Linked DNA regions of Mus musculus: regions 1 and 2 are each linked to region 3. A link is a contact called in public Hi-C data. All regions are on one chromosome and are shown on one strand. The core of a region is the stretch at or near the end of the contact, and the rest is flanking DNA. Distances in the headings are between cores, read along the strand shown.

Region 1 (3,717 bases), core at 668-3,167, 130 kb after region 3:
TACTGATAAAAGAATGAGTTCCTAGAGATAATCTGTCATCATGCCTGCATAGCTTGTGGAGACTTTCTACCCTCATAGAAAGGTACTGGACCCATGAAGATAAATCTGCAGGATACAGAGAAGTGATAGGTTTGAAGGGCCATGCCCAGGCCCAGTTTATTCGTGATGGTGAATTTTCTATGAATGTTTGATTTGTAATCTTTCAGTAGTCTCAATTTTCTTATTAGTCTTGGAGCTGTGTGTATCTTCTAGGAGGGCAAACTAAATCACATAAATAGTGAATAATAATCTTGTCCATGAAATGAGAGCTCAGTTATTTTTTCACACCTATATTTGAGATTATTTTTATTTTTTAAGTTAGCATTCAGAGTAATAAGTATCACCATGGTATTACTAAACATATGTATCATTATACTTTGTTCTTTTTTGCAAGTTTTAAAATTTTTATTGATTTCTTTTTTTAATTGTGTTTGAATTTTTTAAGATATGAGTATTGTGTATAGTTGAGTCTTCCAAGTTTTGGGCTCTTGAAGAATATCACAGAGCAGTTTTTAAGACACTTTAGTATTCTTTCCTTTGTGTCTTCTCCTCCTTCAGCTAATTTGCTGCTATTGTTTTTGTTATAATTAATAGCCATTGTAGCTGGTCTCATCCTTAAACTTTAAGAGCTTTGCGTTCTTGCATGGAGTCTTCATCTTTTAGAGGAGTGATTGCTATACTTTGCAGATAGATAGGCCAAGGAACAGACAGATGAGGTGACATGGACAGAGCCACATAGCTGATAAATAACAAGACTTGAATTTCCATTTATATCTTCTAATTCCAAAGTATACCATGCTCTGAGATCTCTTGATACTATACTGGACTATAGACATCATATAGTTGAATATTGATCTGGCTCTGCAAAAGAATGGCAAAGGCAAACATACAAGCTTCTCTTTCCATGAACACATAAAGAAGCCACAAGACTGAGCAGGGCAGAATAAGGACATCATTACAGAGTTGCACCAAAACCAAACAGTATCACATGTTTACTTGTACGAGTGCATCTAATTACACTGTTCCATCTGTGTGTTCCTTGTGTTGATTATTTGTGTGTGTGTGTGTGTAAATTTGTCTCCTTTTTCCATTGTTGTAAAACAGATGTAACATACAATTTACCAATTTACCCTCTTTTAAGTATGTTGGTCCCGTGATAGTGAGCTCATTAACACTGTGATATACCCATTACTATCACCCACCTCTAAAACTTGCTCATCCCCCAAATGAAGTGCCACACCTATTAATGAATAACTCCGCACTCTCCCCTCACTTGAGCTCCTGGTAGCTGCCAATCTAGTGCCCATGTCTATTTATTTTAGTGCTCATATGAGTGAAATCATACAAAGTTAATTTTCTGCCCAATGTGAGGGGTTTTTCCCCCCAACTTAGGAAGTCTAAAATGCCGAAAGTTTATCCATGTGATCAGAAATTATTATTTAGACAATTTAGCTTAAATTAGAAATCTCATTCTTTTTATGGTAATATTTGAGATAGATGAAATTTTGTTTACCCTCTCACCTGGATGGACATTTTCTGCTTCCAGCAGTAGTGGATAACGCTGTTATTAGACATGCAAGTACCTATTCATGCCTGTGGTTTCAGTTATTTCAAGTCTATACAGAGAAGTCAATTGGTGTATCACATGGTAATTCTATGTTTAAAATCCCAAGGGACTTGCATGTTGGGGCAGGGCAGGGGGTGGGGTGTGTGTGTGTGTGTGGTTTCCCAGTGCTACACCATTTTAAGTTTCAGGCACTTCACCTCCTAGTCCTATACCCACAATTCCCCCAGAGTTGGACTGATAACACCCTTGAAAGCACAGCTGTGACCTTTAAGCCTCTCACCCTCCCACAGAGAGTACAATGCCACTCCCAGTTTGCAGAGCAGAGGCTTGCTCTTTGTGATGGAGATCATGATGCCAGCACTTCTGGGAATTCCCCTCCCCAGGACTCTTCCCCTCCTTTTTGCCCCTCTGCTGTTCCCAAACTCAGAAAATAGCCATGAAAACAGTGACATGCATGTCTGCATGGGAAAAAACAAAAAGAAAAACAAAAGTGTAGCTGTGCCTCTTTGCATTCTAATGAGACGGTTCAGAGAATGGCAGCTTCCTCACCCATCACATGTTGATTTATGATTACAAGCACAAGTTGGGCCAGCTGAAGCCACATCTGCAATTTAAATGACTGCTTACAAAATGGAGCTCTTAATATCTAGTTAGACTCCATGGCTGGCACAGTAATCAAGAAAGCTGTTAGTTATAACACAGTTTCTAACCAGGCATTAAACTGTAATCCAAACAGGAATGCAAGCTTGGTCTGGTTTGTTTGAAGGTAACAATATGTTTGTAGAAACCAGTGGATTTTGCATTTTACTTTGAAAAACATAGAATAGAAATGACATCGGATGCTTTTGATTCTGCCATTTGGGTATTAGCTTGTTTTATTTTGAATTTTGCTTTTACTCTGGATCAGAAATCAGAGCTGCATGTAGACATGGCTGGAGAGGAACATACTGATGCTAGTAACAGTTCTGAACCTTGGGGCAGATGGGTAGTGTACAGACGGCTTGCATAACTCTCCCGCATCCTCTTACTCTGGAAGATAAGAGGGACAGTTTTTCTCCTTTTGTGCAATGTAGTAACTTTCCCAAGTGGAACATTCCCATGATGGCAGCATGCTCTATTCTCATGCTCCAAAGTTTGTATGTTATAGTCGACCTAGGCAAAGCTGAGGTAATGATTCGATGTGGCACTTGGTCTGCTTGCCCACAAGCTATAAGACCTGACCCCTGGAAACGAGAGGTGGATGCTGGAGTCAGCATGCTTCCGAATTGACTTTTCCTCTTCTTCTGACACTGTGTGCTTCAAATTGGAAGTTCACACTGGGATGATAATCACTGGCTTTTGGCACGCTCTAATGAGAGAAGGTCTCTGTGGGGTTAGATAGTTCAGAAGTGTCTGGGCTGAGTTCAGTTGTTTTTTATTCTCTGGACCCTCATCTTCCTTTGTCATCATTAATTTCTCCTTTAGGATGTCCTCAGGTAATAACCTAGTCACTGCTGAAGCTAAACTATATCCAAGCATCAGAAACACATTTTTAAAAAAGATTTATTTATTTATTTTATGTATGTGAGTACATTGTAGTTATCTTCAGACACACCAGAAGAGGTTATCAGATCCCACTATTACAGATGGTTGTGAGCCACCATGTGGTTGCTATGAATTGAACTCAGGACCTCTGGAAGAGCAGTCAGTGCTCTAACTTGCTGAGCCATCTCTCTAGCCCCCAGAAACACAATTTTAGGAGAGGGGTGGTTCTCACACAGGAGAAAAGCCTTGGTGTGTGTGTGGGGGGGGGGGGAGTATTTTGTCTCCTAAATACTTTTCTTTGGTTACATCTTCTTGTCCCAAGAATGACTCTGAGTTGATGCTAAGAAACCAGGGCAGCATTAGTGAGAGGTTGCTGGTGGGCTAGGCTTTGAAACAGAGAGTCAGAAGAAGCCTTCCTCAGAAGCCTCTGCAATAAACAGTGTGTTCTCACTTGGGCCGCTGGTTAGTGCCAGCTCTTTGTACACATCCTCCAGTGTCTTGAGTGATGGAGAATGATAAGGAAGCATATATTAGAAGGTCAGAATCCCAACTGTCATATTCTAGGTGTGCGACTTAGGAAGTTGATT
Region 2 (3,817 bases), core at 323-2,822, 240 kb after region 3:
ACCCCCTAAGAGGTTTTTCAATCCTAAGTGGTCAATTCTAAACACATGTACATTCAAGCAACACTAAATAGGCTCAGTAGATTGTGTGTGTGTGTGGGGGGGTGTGTATGGGGGTGTGTGTATGCATATAAAACAATCTAACAATGTTATAGACGAGATCATGAATTCAAGATGAGGTGAAGGGACATGAGAAGAACTGGAGGGGGAAAGAAAGGTAAAATGATGTGATTACAGTGCATTCAGACTGTATTTGTTTCCTTAAAACAAAAGATTTTTTTAAAACTCCTCAAGCACAGCAGTAGTAATCAGGGCAGAAAGGTAACCTCCCCCCCCAACCCCACCCTTAACCAGCTTAGTCACTTTTTGCTCCCTTTCTTGCCCAGAGAGAGATATGCTGGTGGCTTGGTATATATGCATCAAGACTACCTTTCATAAATTTATATATGTTTGTGAACATACACAAATATACAAGGCTCTGATATTTGTAAACAAGATCTTACTGCATTTATTGCTCAGAAGGTTCAAGTTTTCACTCAGCCCCACTCATGAGCTATGAAGCTTTCCCATCCCCGAGACATTCAAAACGATGAGCAAGTAGATGTAGACCTGTGGTCCAAGCCTCTTGGGCCACTTCTCACTAACCTTTGAAGGGCTATGGACGTTTTTAGATCTTCATTCTCTTCTTTAAAATGGGGAAACATTTTATAATGCTGGGTATAGTGAGTCACGGCGACAACTTCAGTACTTAAGGGACTGAGGCAAGTGGATTGCCATGGAGTTGTGGTAAGCCTGGGCCAGCATAGTTCCAGGCCAGCATAGGCTACAGGGTGAGACTCTGTCAATAACAAAAACAATAATAAGATCTGTGCTGCGGTGTAGCTCAGTGTCAGGATGTTTGACCAGCATGTATAAGGCCTTGGGTTCAAATACTCTGTACCCCCAACACACACACACACACTCTGCTAGGTATAAAAACACAATTCTAAAGTTCCAGAACTCAGATATCAAATTAAGAGGATTATGAATACCAGGCCTGCCTAAAATACCTGAGCACCCAAGTCTGCCTCAAAAATTAAAAATTAAAAAAAAAAAAAAAACAAAATCACAATCATCACCCAGAGAAATACGTGGTCATCTTTTAGTTTAGCTGAGAAACAATAGTCATAATTTCCATGAAAGCATGATTTTTTAAATTCAAGACTTAAATTCGATTAGATTTGAGCTAAGTCTTAATAAATAAGTTACTATCTCCCTGGTTTATAATAGCAGTGACATGAGCAGCCAAAGAAAACCAGAAAGCACTACTTTTTTTTTTTTTAAATGTATGACTGTTATTAATTATAAGCATTTGATAGCTCCACCAGTGTGTGTTGAAAAGATTTGGTAAATGTATGTGGAGGAGGGGAACGGAGTTAGAAATGAAAGCCAGATGGCTGAAAATGAAGGAAATTCCAGGCAATTTCTGCAGCTTTGTTCTAACATACTTCTTAAACTAAACTTTTATTTCTGTGCAACAGAGAACAGCTGAGTGGTGCCGGGGAGATAAACAGTGGAGGGGGGAGCTCCTAATTCCAGGAATGGTATTCAGTCTCTTCCCTCTCCCTCTCCCCACCCTCTGCACTAGCCCTAATCTCTGCTCAGTCCTAGGACCTTTCTGAGAACCAACAAGAATCAAAGAAGCTGAGAATCCTTATTTAAAGGGACTGTTAGGGTCAAAGAGTCCTCTCTTTAAAAGCAGACCAGAACACCCACTTTATTGTGCACTAACAAGACCCATGCACACTGACAGCACGTGATTTCCAATTTCAACTTTTCTTTTATATTCCCTTAAAAATGGCCAGAGCGAAAGGTGTCGCCTTTTAAGACAGCCGTGTTTTCATTGAGTCAATGGAGCTTTCAAAGCATGGCAGGCACCCTGGTCCTGTTTTAAAGGCTGTTATTTCACCGTGCTCTCTGAAGACTGGTTTACCTTCTGCTGCTTCCCTAAAGCTCCCATATGCTGACATGCTGCTTCTCAGCTCTGTCCACACTAACTTTTAAATTCAAAAAGAGAAAGCACACCAAAGCTCACCATCATCCACAGGCATTAAGTCCAGATTTGGAGGACATGTTCAGATGCCCTTAGAGTAATAAACTCTTACTAACAGGCAGTCATCTTAATGTCTAGCAGGCTTTTGGTACCAGTCCTCAGAACACAACACCCCATCTTGAAGATGTCACCTGTTAAGGGACAACCTCAAAACAGCAATTGTTCCAAGGGAGCTTGAGGCCTCAGGGCTGATTCTTCCTGGAGGAGCTAGAGCCCACGCTGTATGATGAAGCATAAAAGCAGGATTTATCCAGGCAAAGGAAAGAGAACATTTTTTCACACAAAGGAAAGGACAAGAAGTAGGTGCCATAAAGAACAGGCAGAGGCCACACCCATGGAGGCCTCCGGTCCTAAAGCTGCTTAGACTGTATTTCCTACAGTAAGTGGAGCTCAACAAAGAAGCTTAAACAAGGTCATAAAAGGGCCAGTCTTTCTTGGATAGAGATGACCCGTGCTGACCACCCAAGCCAATAAAAACAGTGATGGTTAGCTTTTATTACCTACCACCTATGTATTGTATCGCAATTGTTTCTCATGTAGAATCAGAAATGGTATCGTCTGTGTAATATTTTCATTGACAAAATGCAATGCAAATGTCGGCATTTTGTTTGCCCCCCTCCAGTAACCCAGTATGTGCTGACTGAGCCTGTCAACTTGTCAGGATAATGGTGCTACAGGTAAGGGGATCAAAAAGGAAGTCATGATCAAGCTAGCTAGTGTTACTTGATCACTGAGGCCCTCCCCATACTACCATCCTGAGATCCTTTGAAGATAAGGATTATATTTCCTATAAAATAAAAGGTTTGCAAATAAGAAAGAAAATATGCATAGGTTCTATTAGGAAAAACAAACCTGGAACCAAATTTAACACAGAGAAACATCTCTGCACAAAACAGAAACTGGCTTCCATGATAAAGAACCCTAGGGAGACTGCGATTTCACTTTTCATATGAAGCACTTAGGCCTGGCATTCAGAACTTGAGGTCAGCTATAGACTGAAATGGTAAATGTTTTCACCATACCTTGATTACATTTGTCTGTGTGCAAAGACTATAAAACACCCCGCATCCCTCTACTTAGAAGTTTATGATGCCCTTAAAGATAATCAGAATTTCTCTTTGTTCAGTCTCCATTAACTAAGTATTTATTGACTGTTTCCTGTGCCAGGCATTGTGCTGTGGTTATAGTCATGGACAAAACTTGCTTTGTTCTCTGAAGCTGGGAATGCCAGTTCTTAGAGATGATCAAGGCCTGACTATCTGTTCGTTTGTTTGAGTTTTTGTTTTGTTTTGCTTTGGTGCTTGGATTCTATCTGGGGCCTCGATCATACCATCATGCTTGGTCCAACTGAGTTAGCCTCAGATGCACATATTTGAAATCCTGATGTCATGATGAAACATTGGGGATTTTATAGTTCAGAAATCTTACTCCTTACAAAGCAGTTAACAGAACTGAAGCAGCACCTTCAAAGGGAAAACATTTTTTTTTTTTTGGCTTTCCCTACCATCAACTTAGAAAGTCCTGGAGTTAATGGCACTCAAAGATTTGTCCAAGGCTTTTGGACAATATTTGAAACTGTAACAATATTGAAACTTAAGGAACCCCCAAATTTAAGAAACTTAAATGCTTTCTTTTATAAGAGTTGTCTTGATCATGGTGTCTCTTCACAGCAATCTAACAGTGACTAAGACAAACACCAAGAGGAGACTTGGCAATGCTAAATGTTCT
Region 3 (3,747 bases), core at 239-2,738:
GAACAACCTGCTTTTCTCCACCTCTTTGCAAAGCCTCAGGCAGGTGTGTATATGGCAGACCTGCCTGGATTCGCACGCCTATTACAGTGAGGTAGTTTTTTTAATAATGAGAGGGAAGAACATGCATTCTAAGTGCCCTCTGCCTTCTCTGGGTATTTCTGGGCTGACAGATCTGCAAGGAAACTCTTCTCCTGTGGAAATGGGGCTTTGCTCACTGCTTTATTCTTTATCCGAAATGGTGTTCCTGGACTGATAAGGAGGAAAGACAACCTTATTGGATACTTAACACTTGTTTAATATATTAATAAAAACCCTCCTGGCCCGTTCAGGCTTTGCTTGATTTGAGTGAAACAGGCTCCCAATCTTCGGGCCTTTTCCCGTAGCCATGCGGACACTCTGGAGCCCATTAGTACTTCCTACAGCTGGATTGCACCTCAGAGGTCAACCTGCCTGGCCCTATTTCCACTGCGAAGAGGAAAGAGGTGGTACCCCACTCAAAATTTTGTTGTTTTGTCATAGCAGCTCTGAGAAAGCCTGAGTCAGGTGTCCGATGAAGAATGTTTGGGGTTAAGTGAGGGTTAAATCAGCCTTTCTTTCCTGTCATGGGTTAAATCAGATAATTAAAAGCTGTCAAGGTGTCAAAACCCAGCACTTGTTTCACAACAAATTTCAACATCCTCATCCTGGAGTCTTTGTCAAGGGCTTCTTTTAAACTAGGGGCTCTAAATGAGTCTTATTGTACCTTTAAACTTGTAAGTATTGGATGTTTCAAATTGTCAATCCACAAAGAAAGGTTTTGCCAGCCCTTTATTTTTAAACCAAGACCCCAATACAGAAAATAACTAAAGCCGTTGTTAGGTTTAGTTAGGACCTTTCCAAACCATCTATAGTATTCTTTTCCAAACTCAAAGGGGAAAATAAAAAGGCACTTTATAGAAGAGGAAGAGAACGCTAGCACCGAATACACTTAAAGGGCACATTCAGTCCCGACTAGGGCTTGGTCCCTTTATAGCATATGTTCTATATTGACGGGGATTAAGTTTCTCTCCTGAATGGAACAATACACCGTCACAGGGAGCTACTGTACTTTCCAGAGCAACAGACACCAGCCTAGGCAAATGGCAAACAGAATCGCGTCTCACAGAGCACTAACCAGGTTTGTTCAGAGCGCAGCCCTGCTTCCTCTTTGAGCTTTGCGCTTCTGCCAGTGCACATCTATCTCTCCTCTTCTCGGGCTCAGCTCCTTGCTCCCCTGCCTTTCAGTCCCTTTCTCTCTTTTCTGCTCACACTGTTCACTTTCTCTGCGCACCCCCCCCCCAACCGCTTTGTTATTCAGCATGTCTGATTAGCAGGAGTCTGATTGGCTGGCTGCCTGCTCTAGAGAGATTCCATTCAGCTTACCCCCCACCCATCCACCCACCCACCCTCGCTCAGGAAATGTGAGCGGGGCTGATGGAAGCTGATAGGCAGGGCTGGAGTGTGAGCCCCAGCACTGGATGTGACAGCAGCGGGCAGAGGAGCACTTAGCAGCTTATTCAGTGTCCGATTCGGATTCCGGCAAAGATCCAAGTATGGAATGCTGCCGTCGGGCAGCTCCTGGCACACCGCTGCTCGTTCTGGCTTTCCTACTCCTGGTAAATGCCTTTTCATTTCAATACGTTACTATTGCCACTTGGTCTGGGTGCTGCTGGAGGGTGTGTGTGTGTGTGTGTGTGTGTGTGTGTGTGTGTACTTCTGTCTGTCTGTGTATGATCTTCCAACTCCAGGTAAAAGAATTTTCATGGCTTACAAAGTACACCTCAACTCTTTGAGAACTTTAACCCCAACTTTCCCAGCAAAATCAAATATAAAAGACTTTTTAGAGTTAGTGAATGATACTGATATTGAGACTTGAAATTCAGGGTATTCTTCTGCAGATATTATGTGCTGAAAACTATATAAATAACTGTGTTAGCATGGGATCCTGAGGACAGATGTCCTGAGATCAAACTCACTATGGTGATTTTGGGGTTTCTGAAGGCTAGGCGGTGAGGAGCTTGCTTGGTTCTTGTTTCCCCAGTGCCTGTGTGAATTATTTTCCTCCATACATAAAGACTCTTGAACCAGGTGAAAAAGGAAGGAACGAGAGCCCTGTTTACAATCAAACCAGAGTATAACCCATAATTACTATACACATTTATGGATTCAAGTTAATGCTAATGTTTATGAATTGAAGATTAAAGTCTTTGATCTCAGATCTACTTCTGAAGGCAAATAGAGATCCCTGGACTCCTTGTCCTGCTGATTTCCAGCCCCAGCGATAAGGCTCTTCTCTTGAACATCAGCACACATTGCATTTTTGACTCGAAGTAAATGTTCCATTGTGACTCATACTTGGTTTTATGGGCAGAAAATGAACATATACTGTCCAAAAAATCTACACTCAAAATATTAATAGCAATGCACATTTCTTTTAAACCAGAGTGTTCTGGGCAAGCAGTTTAGTAAACCTCATCTGAAAGTTTGATTCCAAAATGTGCACACTCTGATTGCAAAGAAACGTGACTCTAGCTCTTCCTGTCACAATTATGACACACCAGAACTACTTCAGAAGGAAGAGAAAGAGAAGACGAAGGTAAAAGTGTAACCGTTGTATAAGACACATTGTTTTGTTGATGGGGAAAGGTTAGTTTGTTCTGCTTTGATTCTGACAAATTGGATGGACATTGGAATTTTGATGAAGAGAAGGGAACCATTTGTTACAAATTGGAAAACTCCGGGAGGATCAGTGGGGTATAGTGACCAGACACCAAGGAGCTATTTCTTACAATGTCATATTGTAATCAGCTGCATCACTGTCACTTTAAATGGGGACCACTACTTTGCAATTAGAAATAGTTTCAGCTTGCATGAACATTTAAACAGCAAGTAAAGGGTTAGGAAGAGTAGAGTAGATGTTGGTTTCACACAGGACTGAAATGAACGGTGTGTGAGGTGCCCTTTACGGCTGTGGAGCAAGCAGTTCGAGAGAGCTGTCTCATTTTTTCCATATGGGATCTGTGACTTGCATAGATCATTAATTCGTCTCATCTTTCCTTCTTTGTGATTGTTTTTAAAGTGTATGTTATTCTCCATTAAATGGCATCATAAAGCAAATTACTAGTTCACATTACTAGCCATGTTTCTCTCATGTGGAAATATGATTAAACAACACTCTCATTCAGCAGCCAATTGATTTCTATTCATTTGGTAAATGCATTACACTCCCTTTTCATATCTTGAATATTCATATAGGTAACTGAGCAATTAAGTAGACTCACCTTGAAAAAAGTGTCAATTTCAAAAGGATTTAATATATGTCTGAATTACAATGCTTATATGATGGAATTAGAATGAAATCTCACACCCAGGTTTGTTTTATGCATATGTTTAAGTGATTACAAGTTTGAAGGCTATGCTAGAAAGAAAAGAACTATAATGGCTGTCATACGGAGTGTGTCTGGAAGTGTCAAACACTAGATTAGTTGCTTGTAAAGCATTCTAGTGGCTCCTCACAATAGCCGTGTGAATCAGATCATTTTAAGCCCATTTACAAATGAGAAATATGTGCTTTGTTTATGTGTACTTTATACTGTGGATAGCAAGTGCTCAAGAATTAAGGACATATTCTTAATTGGAGATGTATAAGTTTTATAGATCATTAAGGCCTTTAAAGATGTGTGTAGTATGACAGGCACTCATTGTGCTTTGTCATTAAATGCTTGTTTA

Evidence for each region. A called contact is a pair of places that touch in the nucleus more often than the background predicts.
Region 1: a Hi-C map of embryonic stem cells shows a contact between it and region 3, with 4 times the contacts expected there. The contact joins the enhancer-like site here to the promoter of Adamtsl1 in region 3. A contact is called at or near these places in 1 of 39 promoter capture datasets (embryonic stem cells), 12 of 484 Hi-C or Micro-C datasets (embryonic fibroblasts, embryonic stem cells, muscle stem cells and 2 more), 9 of 115 datasets of contacts at active chromatin or transcription factors (embryonic stem cells, fibro-adipogenic progenitors and neural progenitor cells) and 4 of 9 other capture datasets (adipose tissue, embryonic stem cells, liver and 1 more).
Region 2: a Hi-C map of uterus shows a contact between it and region 3, with 2.4 times the contacts expected there. The contact joins the enhancer-like site here to the promoter of Adamtsl1 in region 3. A contact is called at or near these places in 2 of 39 promoter capture datasets (cranial neural crest and liver), 5 of 484 Hi-C or Micro-C datasets (brain, cranial neural crest, embryonic fibroblasts and 2 more) and 3 of 115 datasets of contacts at active chromatin or transcription factors (astrocytes, embryonic stem cells and fibro-adipogenic progenitors).

What each region holds. Positions count from the first base shown.
Region 1 is chr4:86,181,919-86,185,635 of GRCm38.p6, forward strand. All of the region lies in intron 4 of Adamtsl1 (ADAMTS-like 1), which reads left to right. Among named protein-coding and RNA genes, the nearest start is that of Adamtsl1, 130 kb to the left of the region's middle. Within about 2 kb of position 1,918, at least 41 of the 459 cell types and tissues checked have an H3K27ac peak or open chromatin away from gene starts, as enhancers often do. A contact at or near this core is called in embryonic stem cells, neural progenitor cells and stem cell-derived neural progenitor cells, where this site is marked.
Region 2 is chr4:86,293,514-86,297,330 of GRCm38.p6, forward strand. All of the region lies in intron 15 of Adamtsl1 (ADAMTS-like 1), which reads left to right. Among named protein-coding and RNA genes, the nearest start is that of Gm33730, 150 kb to the right of the region's middle. Within about 2 kb of position 1,573, at least 31 of the 459 cell types and tissues checked have an H3K27ac peak or open chromatin away from gene starts, as enhancers often do. A contact at or near this core is called in uterus, where this site is marked.
Region 3 is chr4:86,052,487-86,056,233 of GRCm38.p6, forward strand. Adamtsl1 (ADAMTS-like 1) reads left to right here and starts at 1,489. Exons shown (of 29, transcript NM_001368621.1): 1 at 1,489-1,634. The coding sequence starts at 1,572.